4 separate regions of the Sus scrofa genome follow, and regions 1, 2 and 4 are each linked to region 3. A link is a contact called in public Hi-C and promoter capture Hi-C data. All regions are on one chromosome and are shown on one strand. The core of a region is the stretch at or near the end of the contact, and the rest is flanking DNA. Distances in the headings are between cores, read along the strand shown.

What was found. Promoter capture Hi-C pulls out the DNA fragments that hold promoters and counts their contacts. Hi-C and Micro-C count contacts between places; a contact is called where the count stands out from the background.
Region 1: a promoter capture Hi-C map of liver shows a contact between it and region 3, with 7 times the contacts expected there. The contact joins the promoter of STARD13 here to the promoter of LOC106507939 in region 3. A contact is called at or near these places in 3 of 5 promoter capture datasets (fetal liver, fetal skeletal muscle and liver), 8 of 47 Hi-C or Micro-C datasets (embryonic fibroblasts, epiblast stem cells, fetal skeletal muscle and 3 more) and 1 of 2 datasets of contacts at active chromatin or transcription factors (skeletal muscle).
Region 2: a contact with region 3 is called in a promoter capture Hi-C map of liver, with 7 times the contacts expected there. The contact joins the enhancer-like site here to the promoter of LOC106507939 in region 3. A contact is called at or near these places in 3 of 5 promoter capture datasets (fetal liver, liver and skeletal muscle), 6 of 47 Hi-C or Micro-C datasets (embryonic fibroblasts, heart right ventricle, liver and 1 more) and 2 of 2 datasets of contacts at active chromatin or transcription factors (alveolar macrophages and skeletal muscle).
Region 4: a contact with region 3 is called in a Hi-C map of skeletal muscle, with 4 times the contacts expected there. The contact joins the enhancer-like site here to the promoter of LOC106507939 in region 3. A contact is called at or near these places in 16 of 47 Hi-C or Micro-C datasets (brain, embryonic fibroblasts, epiblast stem cells and 10 more) and 1 of 2 datasets of contacts at active chromatin or transcription factors (skeletal muscle).

The regions. Positions count from the first base shown.
Region 1 is chr11:9,737,091-9,739,922 of Sscrofa11.1, forward strand. STARD13 (stAR-related lipid transfer protein 13) reads right to left here and starts at 1,280. Exons shown (of 18, transcript XM_021065185.1): 1 at 897-1,280. The coding sequence starts at 1,020.
Region 2 is chr11:9,674,402-9,677,235 of Sscrofa11.1, forward strand. The region is part of intron 1 of STARD13 (stAR-related lipid transfer protein 13); the gene reads right to left. Among named protein-coding and RNA genes, the nearest start is that of STARD13, 63 kb to the right of the region's middle. Within about 2 kb of position 1,335, at least 20 of the 83 cell types and tissues checked have an H3K27ac peak or open chromatin away from gene starts, as enhancers often do. A contact at or near this core is called in fetal liver and liver, where this site is marked.
Region 3 is chr11:9,911,331-9,914,222 of Sscrofa11.1, forward strand. It overlaps LOC106507939, which reads left to right and starts at 1,442. Exons shown (of 4, transcript XM_021065188.1): 1 at 1,442-1,992. The coding sequence starts at 1,521. The region is part of intron 1 of LOC110255744 (a long non-coding RNA gene); the gene reads right to left.
Region 4 is chr11:10,061,936-10,064,635 of Sscrofa11.1, forward strand. All of the region lies in intron 3 of LOC106507939, which reads left to right. Among named protein-coding and RNA genes, the nearest start is that of RFC3, 83 kb to the right of the region's middle. Within about 2 kb of position 1,371, at least 21 of the 83 cell types and tissues checked have an H3K27ac peak or open chromatin away from gene starts, as enhancers often do. A contact at or near this core is called in embryonic fibroblasts, omental adipose tissue, retroperitoneal adipose tissue and 1 more, where this site is marked.

The DNA.
Region 1 (2,832 bases), core at 30-2,529, 170 kb before region 3:
ATGTTCCCAGCATGGGCTCTGAGGAGCCTCAGACCACTGACTGCTTTCCTGGTCCTGCCAGAAAGTAGTTCCAAGGAGCACGCACAGAAGAAGGACCGCAGCCAGGAGGATGAGGGAGGTGCTAAGGAAGGGACTGGCCTTCTGACCTAAGCAAGGATTCTTAAGGACCTCTGAGCTCAGAATAATCAATCACCTCTTCTCTTCCTCTGATTCGCCAGCGATGGATTACAAAAGGGAGGCCTATCTTTTGCAGTCTCTAAGTGAGGAGAGTCTGATCCACAGCTGGCAAGGGTTGTGGGCAGCTACCTACAGGCACCAACTGTCCACCTGTCTTTCCCCAAATCCTCCCCTCCTGCCCCTACAAACATCTGGTCTCCCAGAGCTCAGGATACGCTCCCTAGTCTTGTTTTGACCTCCCCCCCCCCCCCACCACACACACACACACACACAAGCAGTGGACACATCCCTTGTGGAAAAGGAGAAGTTGGGAGAGGGACTGCCCTCCCAAAAGGCCAGCTGGGCTGGCCACTCATTCATTCATCGGGCTGGGGTGGGGCGGATGGCGGCGGAGCGGGGGCCAGGCCACCCTAAGGACACGGCCAGGTAACCCCGCGCGGGCTCCCGCCCCGCGTGCAGCGGCCCGCGGCTGTCAGAGCGCACGGGGTGGAGCCCACACCCACCCGGCCTCTGCGCGGGGAAAGCGGCGAGCCTGACGCTCCCGCCCGCCCGGCAAGGGTGGTGTGAGCAGCCTCCTCCGCCCAACCCCAGACTAGGAAAACCCGAGCTGCCCAAAGCGGGGCCGGGGCCGGGGCCGGGGCCGGGGGCCGGGGGCCGGGCGGGCAACCCGGCCGGCGCCTCCTCCCGCCCCCGCGGTTCTGCGTCTCCGGGGCACCGACCTGCCAGCCGCCTCTCCCGGACGTTCTTCCACAGCCGATCCCAGGCTCTGGCCGTGGAGTCCCGCAGCTGCTCACTGATTGACCTCCTGAGCTGCGTTTGGAAGGGTTTCCGTTTGCCGGTCATTTTTGCTCCGTCCGCATAACGACCCGCGGGCGTGCCACCGTCACTCCCGCGTGGCCCGCAACTCAGACGCCCCGCGGCTCGAGACGCCAGATGCCGGATTCCCGCCCGGGGCCCGGGCCCCGCCGCGGCGCGACATGGGTCCTCCGCCGTCCCGCGCGGGGGCCGGGATGCGCCGCCACGGAGCGCGCCGCGCAGGGGCCACCTCTGCGCTCCGTCAACTCCGCTACTCCTTTCCCACTTTGCCTCCGCTCCCTCCCCTCCCTTCTTCCCTCCCCCCTCACTCCGGGACGGTCCAGCGCCCCACTCCTTCCCCCAGAGAGCTCTCGCCCCCTCCCTCCTCCTCCTGCTGGGTCCGACGGCCCCCAATTACTGGGCGTCCACACCCCGCCCCCGCCACCCCGCTTTTCATTTTCCCTCAGACACAGGGGCTGTACCCTCGTCCTCCCATTTCTTGATATTTGCCATTTTTCACTCTGAGAAACCGCCACCATCCCAACCATTACAAAAATTTAAAACTGTGCCACAGCTGGTGCCGAAATAACTCATCACAGTTTTCCCGAGTTCAAGTCACTTGAAATCGGCTCCTCCGTCTGGCTGACATTCTTTTGGAGTTAGATACTGGTGCTCTCGTATTATATGTCAGTCTTTCCCGGTTTCCTCAGTGAAATGATTACCTGGCTGCAAGCTACAATCACATTGATTTGTTCATTGCATAGCTTTGAGTCTAGAGGAAAATAACTTGTAAATATTAAGGTCAAACCGTGAGGAACCCGCGTAAAATAGATTCACATATTCTGGTAAAGCATTCGAATAGGTATGCAGTTTAAAAAGTAGATACTATGAGGAAGTGAAATGTGAAAATAAAAGAATTTGGAGGGAGTTTAACCAATAACATGACGTAGGCTTATAATTAGAAAGCAACCCTGATTCCTTCAGGTAAGAGGGAGGAAATACACTGGCTCTTTAAGAAATACCTGAGGAGGCGGTGGGGTCCGGCTCATTTCCCTGGGCTCTCAAACTTTACCCCAAAGGTGAAGACAGTACTAGCTCAGGCCTCAGAGTGTCCTGTTATTCTTAAGGCTTTGCTTTTAAAGGGCTTGGAGGACCTTAGAGAAAGTAATTTTGACCATGTTTGATGTCACTCCATGATGTGATGAGTTGATGTCATACGTCTCAAGCTTGGCTAGGGAACTTGAAGTATTTCAAAAGGGAATTTCCGAATTATTTAAACAGTAAAATGGCTTGAATATCATTTCTTCTTCTTGTCTTTGTACCAGGCTGCTAAATAACCCAAGTTTAGTTAGCTGTCTTCTATTTTTTATTTAATTTCAGGTGCCCCATGTAAAGTTTAACAATTCAAGAAAGTTCTTCAGTCCTCTGTTATATAAATTGTTCTTGACGTAAGGAGTGGAAGTTAACAGCCACCTGAAGTATCCCCTCTACCATTCTACATTTTTGGTAAACATTCCCTCTACTAGCTTGTATTGTTAGTAGAAAGTGTGTGTGGGGGGATAATGATGGTAAAAACCATCTTTATTATTTTATTTTGTTATTTCAAGTATTCAAAAATGGTCACTAGTGAAACACTCAGAATGAGCTAGAAAGTAATGGTTGGTTTTTTTTTTTTTTTTTTTTTTTGGTGCCAAACTGCTAAACCTTTGAAATTGTCAGTTATGAAGCAATAAGTCATGGATCAGAAGTGGACTTGAAACTACGGCAGCCAGTTACAGACTAACCCAGATTGCTTTCTGGACCCCTGCCAAATACCCTTTTGATTACCTCCTGTTTTGTATGCATGCAGTGGTAAGGAAG
Region 2 (2,834 bases), core at 85-2,584, 240 kb before region 3:
TAAATTCCATTTGATTAGGAAAATCCTTGTTGAAAATCCCATAGTTTCCAAGCTGCCCTACTCATATATTTCCTCCTCTGAGGAAATGTGAGACATTCTAATTTCAGATCCACTCCAGCGGTGGCTGTTCCTTAGCTTCTACTTTATGTAGTTACCCAAACTTGGGTATTTTTTTTTTTTAATCTTTTCTAGAGGAGTTAATCCACAGTGAAATAGCAGTGTTGCTGGGTTGTAGTGTCCTTTCTGTTTCCTTTCTGAATGAATGTACACTGAGCCTGAGTAAGTGCCGGGCTCTGTGCTAAGCACTTAGCATGTGTGACAGCACTTCATTCCATAACAACTCCAGGCCATGGGTGTTATTAGTTTTGCTCCCACTGTAGATGAGGAAACAGGCTTACAAAGGTCCTGGAACTTGCTCAAGATCACACAGCTAATTCACGTTGGAACTAGGATTTGAACCCAGGCCCAGAGAACACTGGAGCCCACGCTTTTACTCAGGGCACACTGCACCTGCAAACTACAAGTTTCAGAAAATGCACAGCCCTCCAGAGCCAACGACAAGATGTCTGAGAGAGTCTTTCTCTGATAAACCGAGGATCTGAAGGCTTCCTAACGCCTATGTCAAATTATTAACACAAATCACAAAACATTGCAATTTATTTAAATGGCTGACCATTGAACAAAGCCAGCTATAAATAAGAACTGTGTCCTGTAGGCCAAAGACTTCAGAGAAACCCAAAGCACCACGAGTCCGTGGGGGCGCGGAGAGATGTCCATCTTACCCTCGGAGGCAGGAAAGAAAGTGATAAAGTCTTAGCGGTCAGTTTTGCTGGAGTAAAGGTTTGGGGAAACCATCACACGCTTGGATTATTCTCCACCGAACAAGCTCCTGCCTCTTCATTCACAAAGTTTCCCCTCAAAGGCCACTGCACTCAAGACACCAAGCCTTTCCGGGTAATAACTACGTACACAGCGTGCTCAGCAACTTTCAAAGATTTTCACAGCAGTCTGGGCTTAATAATTGCCTTGCTCCTGGAATCCACCACCACCAGCACACTCGAACACGGAGAACCAAACAAACTCATGTTGAAACTACCGAACAAAACTCCAGCATCTTAAAGGAATATGTTTATAAAGGGGGCATCCTTTCACCTTTCTTTCCCGAGGCTTTGCAAGACAGGCTGGGCCGGGCAAGGCCCCAAGAGAGCCCTGGGCACGTCCTTCCTTCATCAGATAATCTGGGCAGGTGACACCAGGTCCCTTCAGGCCTCTCACTCTCAGGCAATCTGCTGTGACCACAGAGAGCACTTACAAGTCTCCAGCTCCACAGTCACACCAGGCTGTCCTGCCTAAAGGAGGACCGTCCACACTGCTGATTGGCCTTGGCAGGAAGCCTGATTTATACTGGAGATTCTTGACTCAGAAAGCATGTGATCTGTGACACTTTGACTTGTCAAAGTCCCCCAGTCGATCACACAGTGTCTTTCACTTTAGAAGGTTTTATTCTGCTCGTGATTGTAAGAAATTATTTATCAAGGGTGAAACAATATTCACTAGCTGAGTAAAAAACACAAGTAAAATTCTCGACATCTCAGAGTGGCAGAAAAATAAGAAGGAAAAGTGGTGTTTCAAATGACCCTAATTAATTACATTTTCCCTCAGAGCACATCAAATATAAAAAAATATAAAAGAGTTAGTAGTGTTGGGCTATTTGGGAACAAATTAAAAACAAAACAGAGTTCTCTTGCGGCACAGTGGGTTAAGGATCCAGCACTGTCACGGCAGCAGTTTGGGTCACTGCTGCGGCGCAGGTGTGACCCCTGCCAGGAACGTCCACATGCTGTAGAAATGGTCAAAAAAAAAAAAAAAAAAAAAAAAAAAAGAGAGAGAGAGAGAGAGAAAGAGAAACAAAAAAAAAAAAAAAAAAAAAAAAAAAAAAAAAAAAAAAAAAGAGAGAGAGAGAAAGAGAAACAAACACTTAAAAAAAAACAACAAACCACAGAGAGGCCCATTATTCTCACATCCTTGAGGGGTGATATACATCACTATTGAAGGGAGAGAAGAGTGATGTTTTACGTCCAGCTGAGGACTGAAGCGCTGGGGCTTGCTTTGCATGGCTCCTGTGCTCAGGCCCTGAGATCCCTTCCCAACAGGTGCCTGGCCTCACTTGGCCAGAACTGAGGAGGACTCCTTTCATCTGAATCAAATTCGCAGCAATTCTCTTTTCTCTTGATAAGACCACTGGATAGCAGGAGCTGGGATGATTCCCATTTGACAGAACAAGAAACTGAGGCACTGGGAGATTAAATCAAAACATCCATGATCATCAGGTCAGGACAAAAGTGTCCTGGAACCAGGCCTCCTGGTTTCCAGTCCCCTGAGCTTGCTCTACGGGTCAGGTTTCTCTTTTCACTCGAGAAACCTCACTATCTTAAGAGTCACATTGTTCCTTTGTCTTCAAGATTCATTTTCCCTGTGGAAGTTTTGTAGCTGAATGTAATTCATGTGTCTGGTTGCTTTCTCCACAATTTAGGCTGCTTGTATTGAAGAAGCAGCACTACCACCTATATCATGGGTTGTGCCTACAAACCCAGTTATTTGAGAAAACCTCAAATCACATGCCACCAAGCACCAAAAACTTAACCGTTTCTCCTTACAAACTCCCTGCCTGGAGCAGTCACACAAGCACAGTCAGTCCCACCAATCTCTTTATGTAAATAGCAGTCATCCAACAAGGGAGGAGGTCTGTTTATTATTTTTGATCCTGTTTTTGCTTCTGGCAAAATTTCACAAACAGCAGAAGTTGGCAGAACATCGGTATTTTCTTCTGACTG
Region 3 (2,892 bases), core at 192-2,691:
CAACTTTAATGCCACCACTTGTGAATATACATAAACAGACTCAATTAAGTAAATAATTCCTTACACTGGGAAGCACTATGCTAGGGTAAATTACTAGTATAATGGTGGCAAAATTAAGCACTCTTTCTTTCAATTTAAGGTTGTTTGTACATGAAATATAGGGAAGACAGGAACATAAAGTTAAAATAAGCAGCTAAATGCAATATATCCCAAAACAAAACATCTAATGAAGAATTTATTCCTTATTCTACACATTCAGTTTGAGGTCTAAAACCTGTTTTTCCCCAGTTTCCAAATCAGTGTTTCCACATCCATTGCCCCTTTAGCTCTGACCTTTGCTTTCATGTGTTTCCTAATGTCTTCCATTATGTGCCGCCTGCATCTAGCCTCCTGCTCACACACTGTGATCAGTCCCCAATGATCCTGCCCAATTTTTTTTGGTTTCTCACATAAATGTACATCATGGGACTCCTCCACTGACAGTAGCTTTCTTCACAACACCTGTTACCAAAACCCACCAAAGGGTTTTAACCAAAAACTATAAAATGTCTTTATGTGGCTACTCCAGACAATCTTTTATTCCCCAATCTTCCCATTTCTCTCAGTATAACTCTTTTAAATAAATCTCTATTCCTTTCAATCTGGCTTTCACAAGGACTCAAGTTTTTACGTAGGCCGCAGATTGGAAGGAACTCTGAAATACAAAGATAAAAGTGTCTACCAAGAAATTTCTTGGGAGAACTGGGTACCTTGCTGCTAACACTTTCAGAATTGGTCTAAAATTAAAGTTGGATTAGTATGGCTTCACAGAGAATTTATTTTTGCTACCTTTGGTCGTTTCGATGCTGCATTTAAAAACCAAACCAAACCAGGGCACTCTCACGAGTTCCTAGATCCGTCCTTTAAAAGTGGTTTGCCCCTGTCTTGTAAAAATGGAAATGGAGAATTCTTCTCCTTTCGAACGGTTTGCACAAGCGGCCTTCCCGTAATTAATATTTGATAAAGACCAAGACACCATAAAACAAAGAACATAAAATGTTACTGACAAAAACGTGACGATAAAGCCGATGAACTCCATGAGTTCTTGAGAAGCACTGCTAAAAAACCAAGACATGCTTCCTGACATAATTAAAAAGCGTTTTTAGGTTCCACGTGAAGAATGTATCTGCCCACGTTCCTTTTCACGAGTGACACTCCTACTGCCTCAGGACGGATGCTTAACGACACTTTGGGTGGATCAAGCCGGTGCAGGAAGAGATTTAGAGGGAAAGGCTGGGTCCAGCCCAGCACTGGGACCGCGCCCAGCAGGCATCTGGATCGCTTAAGACTCAAGGGGAAAATAAAGCTCGCGTTTTTACCTCACATACCATTAACTTTCCACAGAGATTTCCAGAAACCTCACTCACAGCCAGAAACCCCAACCCTGTGGGCGGGAGGGGATGGAGGGGGGGAAAAAAAAAAAACACAAAAAACCTACTACGCCACCATTTCCGCCTTGCCGGGCCAACAAACGTGCAAAGATGGAGAAAGACGCACGTCCCGGCAGCGCCTACGTCCCCAAAACGCGCAAGTGCGAGCGAGGTCCCGCCCCCTCGCGCCCCCAGCGAGGCGCGCGCACCAGAAACCAGCCCCCCGCTGGCGCCGCCCCGGGCTTCCGCCCCGAGGCCCGACGGTCGCTGTTCGGTTCCGGTTCTAGTCCCGCCCTCACGCGGGAACCCTCCAGAAATCTTAATATCCGGGACCCGAGGCCGCCGGCAGCGCGCATTTCCGGCGACAGAAAGGATCCGGTGACGCCTCTTCCCTTCTCTCCTGCCGCCCAGGCTCCGGCTCTCGGTGCGGCAGCGCCATCTGGTGCCGAGTGTCTCGCCGCCCGCGGAGGGGGCGCGCGCCTTTCGGAACCTTCCAGAGAAAACGCGGCCCCGGTTCTGCTCTGTCCCGCCCTCGGGAAGGGAGCGACCAGAGGCTCCGCCCTGCCGAGTTCCCGCGCAGGAGGTACTTTGCAGCACTTTGAATTGGTAGCTGCTTGTATGTGTTAGCTTGAAAATACCCGAGATGGAGCGGAAACGGAGTTCTTTCTCTAGTTTTAAGCCCAGAAAAAAAGCAGGTCTTTTTTTGTCTCCTCATACTTTGCTCTTGAGTCCTTCTCAATCATCCCTGCGTCGATTTCTTAGTCTTTTGGGACCGGGCTCCACCATTTCTTGCTTGGTGGGAAGATGGCACAGGTGTTGTGTCTTAGATTGGTTTCTGCTGTAAGAGGTTTTGTTTCCCTTTGATGATTAAACATACAGCGTACGTGTTTGGAGCCCCTGAAGGAGGGGAGAATTTCATGGATAACTTTTTAAAAAATAGGCCAAGGAAATTTCCGAAAGGTAGCCTCAGAAACACTCCGGATAAATATAGACTTGTTCGTGTGTCATATTTCTCTTAGATAACGGACGGGGAAAAGAAAACCTTTCCCCTAAGTTAGCAAAATCAATGTAAATTCTTCCTTGATGAATTTTTGCTTAAGAACCTCGATTTTCCTGGAAGTTTGAGGCCTGATTGTTTGGTAGTGAGCAATGGGTTGTTCTTAGGGCTTTACCAGAACGCGGCTTAACTGAGTATTTTAAGTGGAAGTTAGTGAAGGAAGTTTCCTGTAGCCTTCAGCGCCTACTGAAAGCACTGCTTCACTGGGCGATTCTCCTGCGGCAGCGATTCTCAAACGTGAGCATGCATCAGGTGTCCCTGGAAGACTTGTTAAAATAGATTGGCCTTAACCTGAAAGATTTTAACTGGGAAAGGCTGGGGGTAGAGCTGAATAATCACGACTCTGATAAATTCTCTGGTGATAACTTAAGCTGTGGGTAGTAGCACCACACTTGGAATAATTTATAGAGTTGAGGGTTGCTTTGT
Region 4 (2,700 bases), core at 121-2,620, 150 kb after region 3:
GTGTTGTTTCTGAATTTCACGTTGCTAAACTAGACAAAGTCTAAAAGCCTCAGAAAGCCAAATTTTCCTAGAGGATTTTTTGTAAGTGACTCCTATATATCTGAATTTGCCACAATGTGACTTATAAATTAACTTATATACTGGCCAATTATTTGACCAGCTTCTTAACTTTCCAGTTTTATACAAATAAAAACTGAATGGTGAAAGTACTATTTTCATAACTCTCAACCAATTCGTAGTTACAATTATAGCAAAATAAAATAGCAGGTAGGAAGTATTATTGCATTTTTACCATGGTGATAGTTCTGTTCCTCCCATTTTCACAGATATGAAAAATTTAGAAAACACTTTTAGATCTACACATAACAAATTGCTCAAAAGGCGGGGAATACAATTCAAGAGAAAGTTACTTTGGATCTGGTACCATTTACTTTTATTTTTCAGGGGCTTTTGTGTTAAGGATGACTGAACATTTTAAAGCCAGATGGGATTTAAGAGTTAACAGAGTTAATCTAGTGCTGCCTACTTACCAGTCATTAGACCCATGCAGGGCTGCCTGCCTATGAATTTATATCTAATTTCTCTATCTTCAGATAGGCAAAAAGGGGGAAGACCTCTGGTTTTTATTTTTTAATTACAATTTCTAGGCCCCACCCTGGATTTTCCGATGGAAGGATTTTGTAAGCTGCCTTTCCCAGGTGATTTTCTGATGCAAGTATTTGTGGAAACCATAAATGCTAGTCCAGCCTTTTCACTTCGGAGATGCTGAATCTGAGGACTCTGTCGTGGGTCCAGTGAGGGAGGAGAATCCAAGCTCCCTGATTTCCAGTCTTTTTTTGCCCCTCATTATCTGGCCTGCTGATGAAATCCTCTCCATCCCTTGTGCAGAGAGGAGTGGGACAATCCGACCCCAGGGACAGAGGAAGGGATTGACACTAGGGAATGTTAATTTGCCTTTTCCCCTTCCCTGGGAAATTTTAAAAACAAAGGAAAAGTTTAATTGGCTGATAATTTAATATATGAAATCATATAAAAAAACAGAGTAATGGATTAGATAAGATCTTAATATTTCTAGGCTTCTGTAATTTAGTAACAAAGGAACCCATTGGCACTTTCACTTTGTTTTGTTAAGATGGTTTCCCCAGAAGCTTCCGAAGATGGAAGAAACCTACACTCCTCCTCCTTCTTTCAACTCAGCTTTTCTTATCTGAAGGGATAACTACAGGATAGACACTTACATATGCAAAACCCAGTTCCACCCCCCCTCCTTTGGCACTTAATACTTTCAGATCAAATCTATAGATAGCCTTAGTGGCTGGGCCTGCAGCTGGTTTAGCATAAATACAACAGCACCACCTTGTGTTGTGCTCCAGGGAGAATTTACCTCTAGCAGGACAAAAGCTTAGGTGAGAAGGGAGCAGGATGCAGTATGGAGTTCCCGTCAAGGTGCAGTGGTTAATGAACCTGACTAGGAACCATGAGATTGTGGGTTTGATCCCTGGCCTTCCTCATGAGGTTGTGGGTTAACGATCCCGCGTTGCCATGAGCTGCCATGAGCTGCCATGGGAGCGGCCCTAGAAAAGGTAAAAAGACAAAAAAAAAGAAAAGGAGACCCCTCCCCTCTTCTCTGTGCTGAAAGCATTACTGCACCAATCCCCTGGGAAGACTCTTCTGTCCACTACCTTCCTATAATTTTCTCCTGTAAAATTTATATATATTAAACTTATTATCTATTAAATATCTGTTAAATATATCTATATACTAAATATTATATATGTAATATAAAAGGTAGTTGGAAAATGGAAGAGCAGAAAAAAACATATATTAGTAAAAGCCTAGGCAAGCAGAATGCTTTAGCGTGTACTTTAGAGGAAAACATTACAGTCAGTTTTAATTTCAGAATACTTGAAGGTAAATGTATATTTAATGCTAATTGTGATTTAACACTTCTATAAAGATTCTCCCACATTTGAGCAGGTAGCTTTTAAATAATGTATTTGCCCATTAAAGGGACAAAAGGATTTTTCACGATGGGTAATATGAGTAAAAGAGTTGTGTTGTGGGTAAAATCTTTATTTTCCAAGTAGAGTTGTAGAGTTTTATTTATATTTGTACCTTCTCTATGGGGCAAGCTGAGAAATTAATATATGTATATCAACTTGGGACTGAAAGACTATAGTTAAAAAGACACTAAAATAGAAATATTGCCCAACTAAATATGCTACTCTTGTCTGATCTTTTCACCAGAATCAACATAGTTAATTAAAGAAGATTGTTTTCAATCACAATTTGAAATGTCAAGATTGGTATATAACAAATGAGCAATTCTTTGTCCCTGAAGTCATCTGGAAAGTTGAGTCTGAGTCCTTACAACCTACACATGAGTATGGGATAGGAAGTTACAGGACTAGAAAATAGCAAACTTCAGGGTCTTTCTGGGACTGATCATGCAGAAAATCTTAGCTAGAAAGTCCTGCAGAAGGCTCAGTTATGTCCGTTTTAGTTGCAAAGGGGGATTTTTATCTTCTAAGTTTGTCAGGGTTTTTCCTCTAAGTTTGTTTATCATGGACCCAGCGATCTGCCTGCAGGGCTCCTGGGCGGCAGTGTAGCACCTCGGACTAGAGTATACATTTACTGTGCAGAGATAATAACTTTGAATGAAGACTACAAATAAGGAAAAAACCTCCCTTCATTAGACAT